Regions from separate parts of the Mus musculus genome. Here all the other regions are linked to region 3. Evidence: chromatin contacts called from public ChIA-PET and HiChIP or PLAC-seq data. All regions are on one chromosome and are shown on one strand. The core of a region is the stretch at or near the end of the contact, and the rest is flanking DNA. Distances in the headings are between cores, read along the strand shown.

Region 1 (2,700 bases), core at 198-2,697, 200 kb before region 3:
CCCAGGGTCAACAGTGCACATTGGTGGTGTTGATCCTGGTCCTAGTCCTCTATGCTCCCTTCCCCACCTCTTTCCCAGCCTATCTCTGCTTTTCTGAGGCCAAGCATACTGAAAGGGAGTCCGGGGATGCTGCCGCTGCTGACAGTTTGCCCTGTCTTTGAGGACCATTCTGGGTGAAGGCCCAGGTTTTCACCTGGATCTTTAAAGGCCAGAGACATTCCTAGAAGTCCTAGGTGAGACAATGTGGGGTTGGGAGCAAATGCTCTGAAAGCAGACAGTGTCCTTGGGAAGTAGAGAGCACCTGGCCCGCCCCTGGCTAGAACCAATCAAGAGCTGCCTGCCAGGCAGAGTAACCCCGGGAGGGCTCTCTGGTTTCTGTGACCTTGCTGTTTGGGGACCCTCTGCCACATATCTCTGTGATTTGGTGTCACAATTTGCTGCCTGGTTGCAGTCCAAGCAGGGACACTGCGTCCTTGCAGTCTGGGCTTCAGCTCCAGGACTAGTGGCATCTTCTACCTGGCACTGTCCACAAGTCTTCCATTCCCGCCCCCACCCTCCAAATCTGAGCCTGACTTCTGTCCCTGCACAGATCTGCTCTCAAACCTTCAGGCAGAGCTGCTGCCAGGACCGTAGGGCTGGTGTTAAGGCGGCAGTGGGGGTAGGGGGTGGGGGTGGGGTGGGGGTAGGGGGTGGGGGTGGGGTGGGGGTGAGCCCTTCGTAATACCAAACTGGCAGTTCACAGTGGCCTTAGCAGGGGCCTGGGGGTAGGAGCTGAGAGTCCTGAGTGGATCAGCCCTGCCTTGGATGTATCTCTGTTTTATAGGTGCTGGAAAATGTGAAGTACTTTTCTCAAGGGAGTTTGATTCTCACAGTGTCTCCAGTTCATCTCTATCAGCCCTGCACCAATGCTGCTAACATACCCAGACTTCATCATAGCTGACAAGTAGGGATCCAGAGACGTCCTCCTAGGTCACTAGACATTGTCCTCTTCTGTTATGCACCTGAGTGTGGTTCGGGGTTTTCAGCCCTAAGATGACAGCCAGTGTGGCAGACGGAGGGGCCTTGACATTGTTGTCTGTTTCAGTTCTTTGGTTGTTTTTTAAAACAGGGTTTCTCTGTGTACCCCTGGATGTCTTGGATATACCTATATATACCTGAATATACCTATAGACCAAGCTGGCCTCAAACTCAAAGATCTGCCTGTCTGTCTCCAAGTGCTGGCATTAAAGGAATGTGCCACCACTGCCTGGGTGACATTGCTTTCTTAAAGCAAAGAGTTCCTCTCTACCACTCTAGTACACTTCCCACCAGAGCACAGACCTTTCCTGGAACTGTGTGTTCCGAACAGCCTGGATCCCAGCCATCTCGGGACCCTCTGGGCCCTGAAGACTAAGAAACAGAACTTGATCTTGGCCTGCAGCCAGAGTACAAGCCTGGCTCGCCCTCTGGGTCTGTGGTTAAGCAGCAGTGTCTCCAGGGCAGCAGGAAGTGGCCCAGGCCCACATGCAGCCCTGGCTGGCAAGAGGAACAGTCAGACAACAGCTCTACAGCCAAAGCTGGAGGGAGCTCAGCAGCCACCCAGGAGGCAGAGGTAGGAGCAAGGAACAGAATGGTCCCCAGGATTCCAGTGCCAACTGTAGATGTAGCCTAGGTATTTACTCGGCATACCCGAGAGTGCAGACTCAGCAAGCCAGGGAAAGCAAGCCAGTAAGCAGCATCCTGCCATGGCCTCTGCATCAGCTCCTGCTTCCAGGTTCCTGTCCTGTTTGAATTCCTGTCCTGACTTCCTCTAGCAGTGGACTATGATCTGGAAGTGTAAGCCAAATAAACCCTTTCCTCCCCAACTTGCTTTCTGATCATGGTGTTTCCTCACAGCAATAAAACCCAGACTAAGACACCCACCTAGTTTAGATTTTTAGTTGATGAAGTTAGATCATATGGGTTTGCTGTCTTTTGCAATTGCTTCTTTTGGTCTTCTTGGTGTTCAAACAGGTAAGGCCACGTTCCCGAGGGCAGCAAGCTTCCCAGGCACAACCAGAACCAGTGAGAACACGGCAGACCCTGTGTGTGGTTAAGCGGACCTCAGTGTTGGACTTTGTCCTCTGTGGCTCCCTTGCCTTTGAATCTTCCTTTGGACCTGGTGAGGTAGCATTTGCCACGAAGCCCAGTGTCCTAGGGTTTCCATGCTGTGATAGAACAAAATGACTAACAACAGCTTGAGGAGGGAAGGGTCTATTCCATTTCATACTTCCAGGTAACAGTCTGTCACTGCAGAAAGTCAGGGCACGAACCCATGAAGGCCAAGAACCTGGATGCGAGAACTGAGGCAGAGGCCATGGAGGAACACTGTTTATTGGCTTGCTCCCTCAGCCAGCTTCACTCATCAGTAGTACCTCCCACCATGACCCACATTGATTATCCATCATCAGTTAAGATAATGCCCCACAGGCTTGCCCACAGGCCTTTGTAGTGGGGGTGTTTTCTCTACTGAGATTTCCTCGTCCCAAATGACTAATGAGTGTATGTCAAGTTAATGTAAAACTTACCAAGACTCCCAGATTCCTAAGTTCCATCCCTAGAAACCACATGGCAAAGAGACTCCACAAAGATGCCCTCTGACCTCCGCATAAGTGCCCTGGCACGTTTGCCATGAGCATCCTCGGGACTCAGCTTTGTCCATACCCTTGATGTAGTGCCAGG
Region 2 (2,700 bases), core at 186-2,685, 180 kb after region 3:
TAGGACAGCCAAGACTACACAGAGAATCCCTGGCTTGAAAAACTATAAATAAAGAGGCAAACAAAGAAAACCCCACACACTGCTCTTTCAGTCTGGAGTGTCATTCCCAGCTCCCTCCACCTCTGATTCCAGCTGCAGGGAATCCAAAACCTCTGCCTTCCAAGGGAAACTGCACTCACCTGCACACACCCACGCCCATGTAATTCAAAACAAATTAAGTATTAAGAAGAAAGAAAAAGAAAACTTACGACCCAAGAGAACAATGTCATTAGATTCTACATAAGGACCAAAGCAGAGGTCAATGGATTCAAGGCCAGCCTGGACAACGTCATGAAACTGTCTCAAAAAAATAAAAAAATATAAGTCAAAGTGCCCCAACAATGAGGAAAGAGAGGGTAAACATTTTAAAATAGTCATCTGCAATTGCGTACTTGGAAAAAGGGCTTCTTTGCAAATCTGTTTAAGAAGAACACAGCAGTGTTCAACATCAGACCTAAAACCAAAGGTGCAGGAAAAAGAGTAACAATTTGTTGTCTTGCCCTGAGAGATCTGTAATTAGAGGTTAGTTCAACAGTTGTAAGCCAGTGAAGCCAAATGTAAGCCAGTGCTGGGAAGGCCACTTAAATTCCATTTACAGGAGCTGCTCCAAGGGGTCTGAGTTCTACAAAGGTGAGTAACTAAACATATATGGGAAGATTTCCTGAAAGCTATGGCTAGTGACCCAGAAGCCCAGCAAGAAGACGCTTTGTAAACTTTCTGCTGTTGCAGAGCAGTCCCCAGAGTGGGTATCTAAGTTTCTCAGCCCAATGCCCACCATATGGTCGGCTACCTAGCAAACGAGGCTGAGGTTTGACAGGAATGGGGACCTTCCTGAGTGGAGAGGGTAGCCTCTGAAATGCAATTGCTGGGTATGGGGAAAGTCAAACTGATCGGGTAGTGGCTAGGATAAGTGGTTGGGGACATGTTGAAGTCGGTGTTCTGAGCTGGCGACCTCAGGAAAGCCATCGGCCCCATCTGTGGGGCTTCGCCCACGTAGCTGTTGCGTCGGAGGAACGTCCACCGGCGCGCGGGGCCCTCACCTCGCACGTCCGCCGCCAGCGCTCGCCAGGTGGGTGCGTAGCCGATGCAGTGGCCGCACCACGACGAGTGGAACTGCACCAGCCACGCGGCTGAGCTGTTGCCCGTGGCCGACCGCACGCTGCCGCTGTCCAGCAACCACACGGCGTCTGAGCCCTCGCGGTAGAGCCGCGCCCCGCCGCCCTCCCGGGGCCCCACTGCCGCCACCACCGCCAGCAGGAAGAGCAGCCGCGGCAGCCGCGCGGCTCGAAGAGACGGTGGCTGCCGCGCATAAGCTCCTGGATCCCGCGCCACAGCCCGGGCGGCAGCCATGTTGGGAGTGCCGCCGGCGCGTTGACCTTTCACCCTGGCAACCGGCGTCACGTGCTTGCGCGCGCCGGTCCCGCCCTAGGCACTAGCCCCGCCCCCGAATCCGCTAATCTTCCCAGGCACTACTCTTCGTTCTCGCCCCGCCCTCGTAATTTGACCCCCCTCCCCAGCACTGGTCATTCCAGGTCCCGCACAGCTCGCTTTTTTGCTCCGCCCCCGAACATTGTTCCCGCCCCAGAATGTAGGCCCCGCCTCATTCCTTAAGTCTGCTCCGCCCCTGTGCTCCTGGCCCCGCCCCTGCCTCTGGTCATTGGCCCTATCCCAATTAAAAAAAACTCTTAAAAATCTTAAAACCCGCAAGCAATTTTCACCTAGTGAAAGTCCTGGGCCTAAGTAGCCAGATTTAGCAAGGGGAAATAGCCCGTGCCATGTTGAATGTTGAGTAAACACCAGGCCAAGATTTTCAGTCTGAAATGCAGATTTAATAGGACAAAAACAGATCGAAAAAATATTTGCTATATGCCTGTATTTCTTATGTAGCATGAATCCTAGATTTTACATGCAACCTATGATTTTACCTGTCAACTTCAAACATCCACGATGATCCCTTGACCTTTTTATAACCCACATGATACAGTAGAACCACCTGGTAAAGTTGGCTGGCTTCCTGCTAAGATGGTAGAAAGGAGAGGTAGACCTGACTCTTCTTTTTTAGACAGGGTTCTAAGGCTGGCATGGAGTTCACTATGTGCCTGAATCTGTCCTCCTGCCTCCCTGGACTGGGATTACACATGTGCACCACCATGTCTGGCTTCTCCAATCACTCAGTCTACTTTCCTATGCTAATGTTCTGCTTTCTCCAAACACTAGAGAGAATATGTAATCTCTTCTACTTCCTGTTTGTCTACCTGATCTCTCACTGTACGGTTTTTCCTACTTCACTCCCTGTCAACTGGTCTCTTGTTCTTCCTCTTGACCTATTTAATATTGTTTACAATAAACCAGGCGTGGTGGCGCATACCTTTAATCCCACCACTTGGGAGGCAGAGGCAGGCAGATTTCTGAGTTCGAGGCCAGCCTGGTCTACAGAGTGAGTTCCAGGACATCCAGGGCTATACAGAGAAACCCTGTCTTGAAAAGCCTATCTATATCTATATCTATATCTATATCTATATCTATATCTATATCTAATCTATACTGTTTACAATAAACAGAAAGCTCATGGATTAAAGGTGTGTGCTAAGGGCTGAGCCACACCACAACTAGAAACCGGTTTTATTCTCAGTAAATAACACAGTCTTGGGGTTTACATTG
Region 3 (2,700 bases), core at 41-2,540:
GGGCTGTGCACACACGCAAGACACTGATACACATTTCCTGAGCATAGCAGATTTTGTCAGAGGCTTCCAGGTCACAGGGTCAAACCCCTAGTGGCACTTCACAGCCTTCTCTTTCTTGGAAAGCCAGAATGACTCTGGCATTTGACATGCACTGAGTGACCAATTTCAAAGTTCCTGTTAAGACAAAACCTGTCTTGCATCAATACTCCCTGACCCCCACAGGCCTTGGGGCCTTCTGGCCTATGCCCTTTCTGGTTCCTTAACAGTCAAAGTGCATGGCTAAGAATCCAGCCTGAGTGGATGAAGGCTAGGTGGGGGTGGTGGCTGCAGAGGTAGGGATTTTAGAGCCAGGGTAATATGTCCTGAAAAGGGATGTGTCTCTATTGTTCCCCCACCCTGCCCCTCCCCTGAATGTGGGCATGGATCCATTGACTCTGGACCAAGCTGGAGTTGGTGGTAGGATGTAAAAGGGGGGGGGCTTAATGCTCACCTCTCACACCTGTGTCCTTGTTCTTTGAGCATTTGGATGGGGACAGGGTGGGAGCATTGAGGCTCCCATAGGAGATGGCTCTGGATGAGCCTAAACCAGTATCCTACCTCAAACACTCCTTTAAGAGGGCGATTGAGCTGGGTGATGGTGGACAACTTTAATCCCAGCACTCGGGAGGCAGAGGCAGGTGGATTTCTAAGCTCAAGGCCAGTCTGGTCTACAGAGTGAGTTCCAGGAGAGCTGAGGCTGCACAGAGAAACCCTGTCTCAGAAAAGGGGTGGGGGAGAGAGAGAAGGAAGACGAAGAAAGGAAGAGGAAGAAGGAGAGGAGGGGGAGGAGGAGAGTGACCATGCTGTGCTGGACAGGGCTCCAGGACACCTTTTTCTGGGGACATATACATGGCACAGACCTACTAGCTCCAGATGAGACAAAAACAAACAAACACAGGTGAGTTAGGGAATCTATCTCGAACTCCACAGAGCAGGTAGTATGAAGCATAGAAAGGGAGCCAGAGATTGGGATCCCATCAGGTAACCAAAAGTGGCCCTGGGGAAACCCCTCACGGGCTGCAAAAGCATGAGCAATAAGGTTCAGAAGGGAGTCATCTTTAGTAATGGGACGTACAGAGTCAGGGTTCAGGGTAAGACCCCAGAGGCTGCTTCCAGGACCCTCTTCCGAGACTCATGTTAAAGCCTGCTCACCCACGGCAAGGGAAGAACAGCTGCCAGGCCTAAACCCAGAACCCCAGTGCAGCCCAGATAAGCTCCACCCACATGCAATTGTCCCTCTGCCCACTTGGGGGCAGGCCTGGCCAAGGGGAGGGGACATAGGGAGCCACACATCCAAAGGAGGGAGGGCAGGTGGGCCAGATGAAGAGGAAGAGCCATTTTGTAGACAATACATTGAATAAAACCATTACTCAGTCTAGGCAGTGGCACCCTCATATCTCTCTCAAATAGCGACTTTTTGGGGACAGGCAGCCCCATGTTCTTCCACAGCTAAATCTCTTCCCAACTTCTCTCCAATACTGTGTCCCCATTCCCACTGGTCAAGCAAAGGTCAGGAAAGCTGGGTTTGAATTGACTTTATTATTCTGTAAATGTGAACTTTACAAAGCGCCTTACAGTTAACGAGAACATCCTTTTGTCATGGATTTCCACTTCTGAAACAGCTCTGAGCACAGGCTCAAAGCTCTAGGGTTTCCCTGGTCGGCTTGCGGACATAGCTGTGTTTGTTTGTTTTATTTTTTGTTGTTGTTATAGATACAATGTTTTCAGCCATGGCTACAAAGTAACAGTCTTGTCACTACGGGGGTCACAGCACAGAGAGAGGAGGATGCTGGAGGGACAAAACAAAAGGAAACCAAAAGAAACCAAAAACCAAAGCCTCCTCCTCCCTAAAAAGAAAGCCAAGATGTGGTGTCTGCTCTAGCTCAGTGGTTCTGTGAAGGCCTCCTTAGAGGTAGGGGAGCACTGACTTTATTAACTTAATTCCTAACAGTCATGAATTATGATGCTACTTTAACCCCTGGACAGTGCCTTCAAAACAACCCCCTTCCTCCGGTCCTGTTCTCCAAACATCCCCCTGAAGGGATTAATGTTCTTCTTGCACCCAGAGACACCCAAAATGTTCAAGTCAAAAATATTTATACATTTTATACCGAGTTATCTTTTTGTCTGCTAAAAATAGTATTGCAAATTTTGGCTTCCTTTGACATAAAAATCACAATCGAGCTTGCAGTGAGGGGACCAATGGGACACAAGCAGAGGCTATTCAATCAGAAGGTTTTAGATCCTGCATCCTTTTCCTTTCTAGGAAAACAAAACAAACAAAGCAAACACCTTTGCCACTTTTGAAACACTTTGTACTGAGCCCTTCTTCTAGCAGCATAGGCTGAGCTGCCTGACATGCAGAACCACCCAGCAGCAGCACCTTTCCACGAAGTGAAGTGCGTAAAGCTGACAGATCATGTGCTTGTCGCCATTCCCATCTGGGATCTGCGGCAAGCAGGTTCTAACAGGGTCTTTCGAGTTTTCAGCTGGTTGATAGGCCACCTGCTCTTCCCCAAGTCAGCTAAGAATCACCATCTTTAGGGAACCCAAGCAGAGGACAGTGGGGCAGAGCACAACATGCACTGGGCTTGGGAAGGTCCTGCTGTTGAAGCAGGTAGCAGCAGGCACCCCACAGTCCCTTGGAGGGGACTGGCCCTG

Evidence for each region. ChIA-PET counts read pairs in DNA pulled down with a chosen protein or histone mark. HiChIP or PLAC-seq counts read pairs in DNA pulled down with a chosen protein or histone mark.
Region 1: an RNA polymerase II ChIA-PET map of memory CD8 T cells shows a contact between it and region 3, with 8 read pairs. The contact joins two enhancer-like sites. A contact is called at or near these places in 4 of 484 Hi-C or Micro-C datasets (the G1E-ER4 cell line, the N1E-115 cell line, psoas muscle and 1 more), 1 of 115 datasets of contacts at active chromatin or transcription factors (memory CD8 T cells) and 2 of 9 other capture datasets (liver and pancreatic islet).
Region 2: a contact with region 3 is called in an H3K27ac HiChIP or PLAC-seq map of embryonic stem cells, with 6 read pairs. The contact joins the promoter of Qsox2 here to the enhancer-like site in region 3. A contact is called at or near these places in 1 of 39 promoter capture datasets (cranial neural crest), 2 of 15 datasets of contacts at CTCF or cohesin (embryonic stem cells and pro-B cells), 16 of 484 Hi-C or Micro-C datasets (CD4 T cells, the G1E-ER4 cell line, the HL-1 cell line and 8 more), 8 of 115 datasets of contacts at active chromatin or transcription factors (bone marrow-derived macrophages, embryonic forebrain, embryonic midbrain and 2 more) and 4 of 9 other capture datasets (adipose tissue, embryonic stem cells, liver and 1 more).

What each region holds. Positions count from the first base shown.
Region 1 is chr2:25,851,409-25,854,108 of GRCm38.p6, forward strand. No RefSeq gene overlaps it. Among named protein-coding and RNA genes, the nearest start is that of Sohlh1, 5.5 kb to the left of the region's middle. Within about 2 kb of position 1,448, at least 55 of the 459 cell types and tissues checked have an H3K27ac peak or open chromatin away from gene starts, as enhancers often do. A contact at or near this core is called in memory CD8 T cells, where this site is marked.
Region 2 is chr2:26,235,964-26,238,663 of GRCm38.p6, forward strand. It overlaps Qsox2 (quiescin Q6 sulfhydryl oxidase 2), which reads right to left and starts at 1,436. Exons shown (of 12, transcript NM_001302956.1): 1 at 1,080-1,436. The coding sequence starts at 1,389.
Region 3 is chr2:26,053,976-26,056,675 of GRCm38.p6, forward strand. Nacc2 (nucleus accumbens associated 2, BEN and BTB (POZ) domain containing) reads right to left here. Exons shown (of 6, transcript NM_001037098.1): 6 at 1,561-2,700. Among named protein-coding and RNA genes, the nearest start is that of Ubac1, 34 kb to the left of the region's middle. Within about 2 kb of position 1,291, at least 41 of the 459 cell types and tissues checked have an H3K27ac peak or open chromatin away from gene starts, as enhancers often do. A contact at or near this core is called in embryonic stem cells, memory CD8 T cells and nephron progenitors, where this site is marked.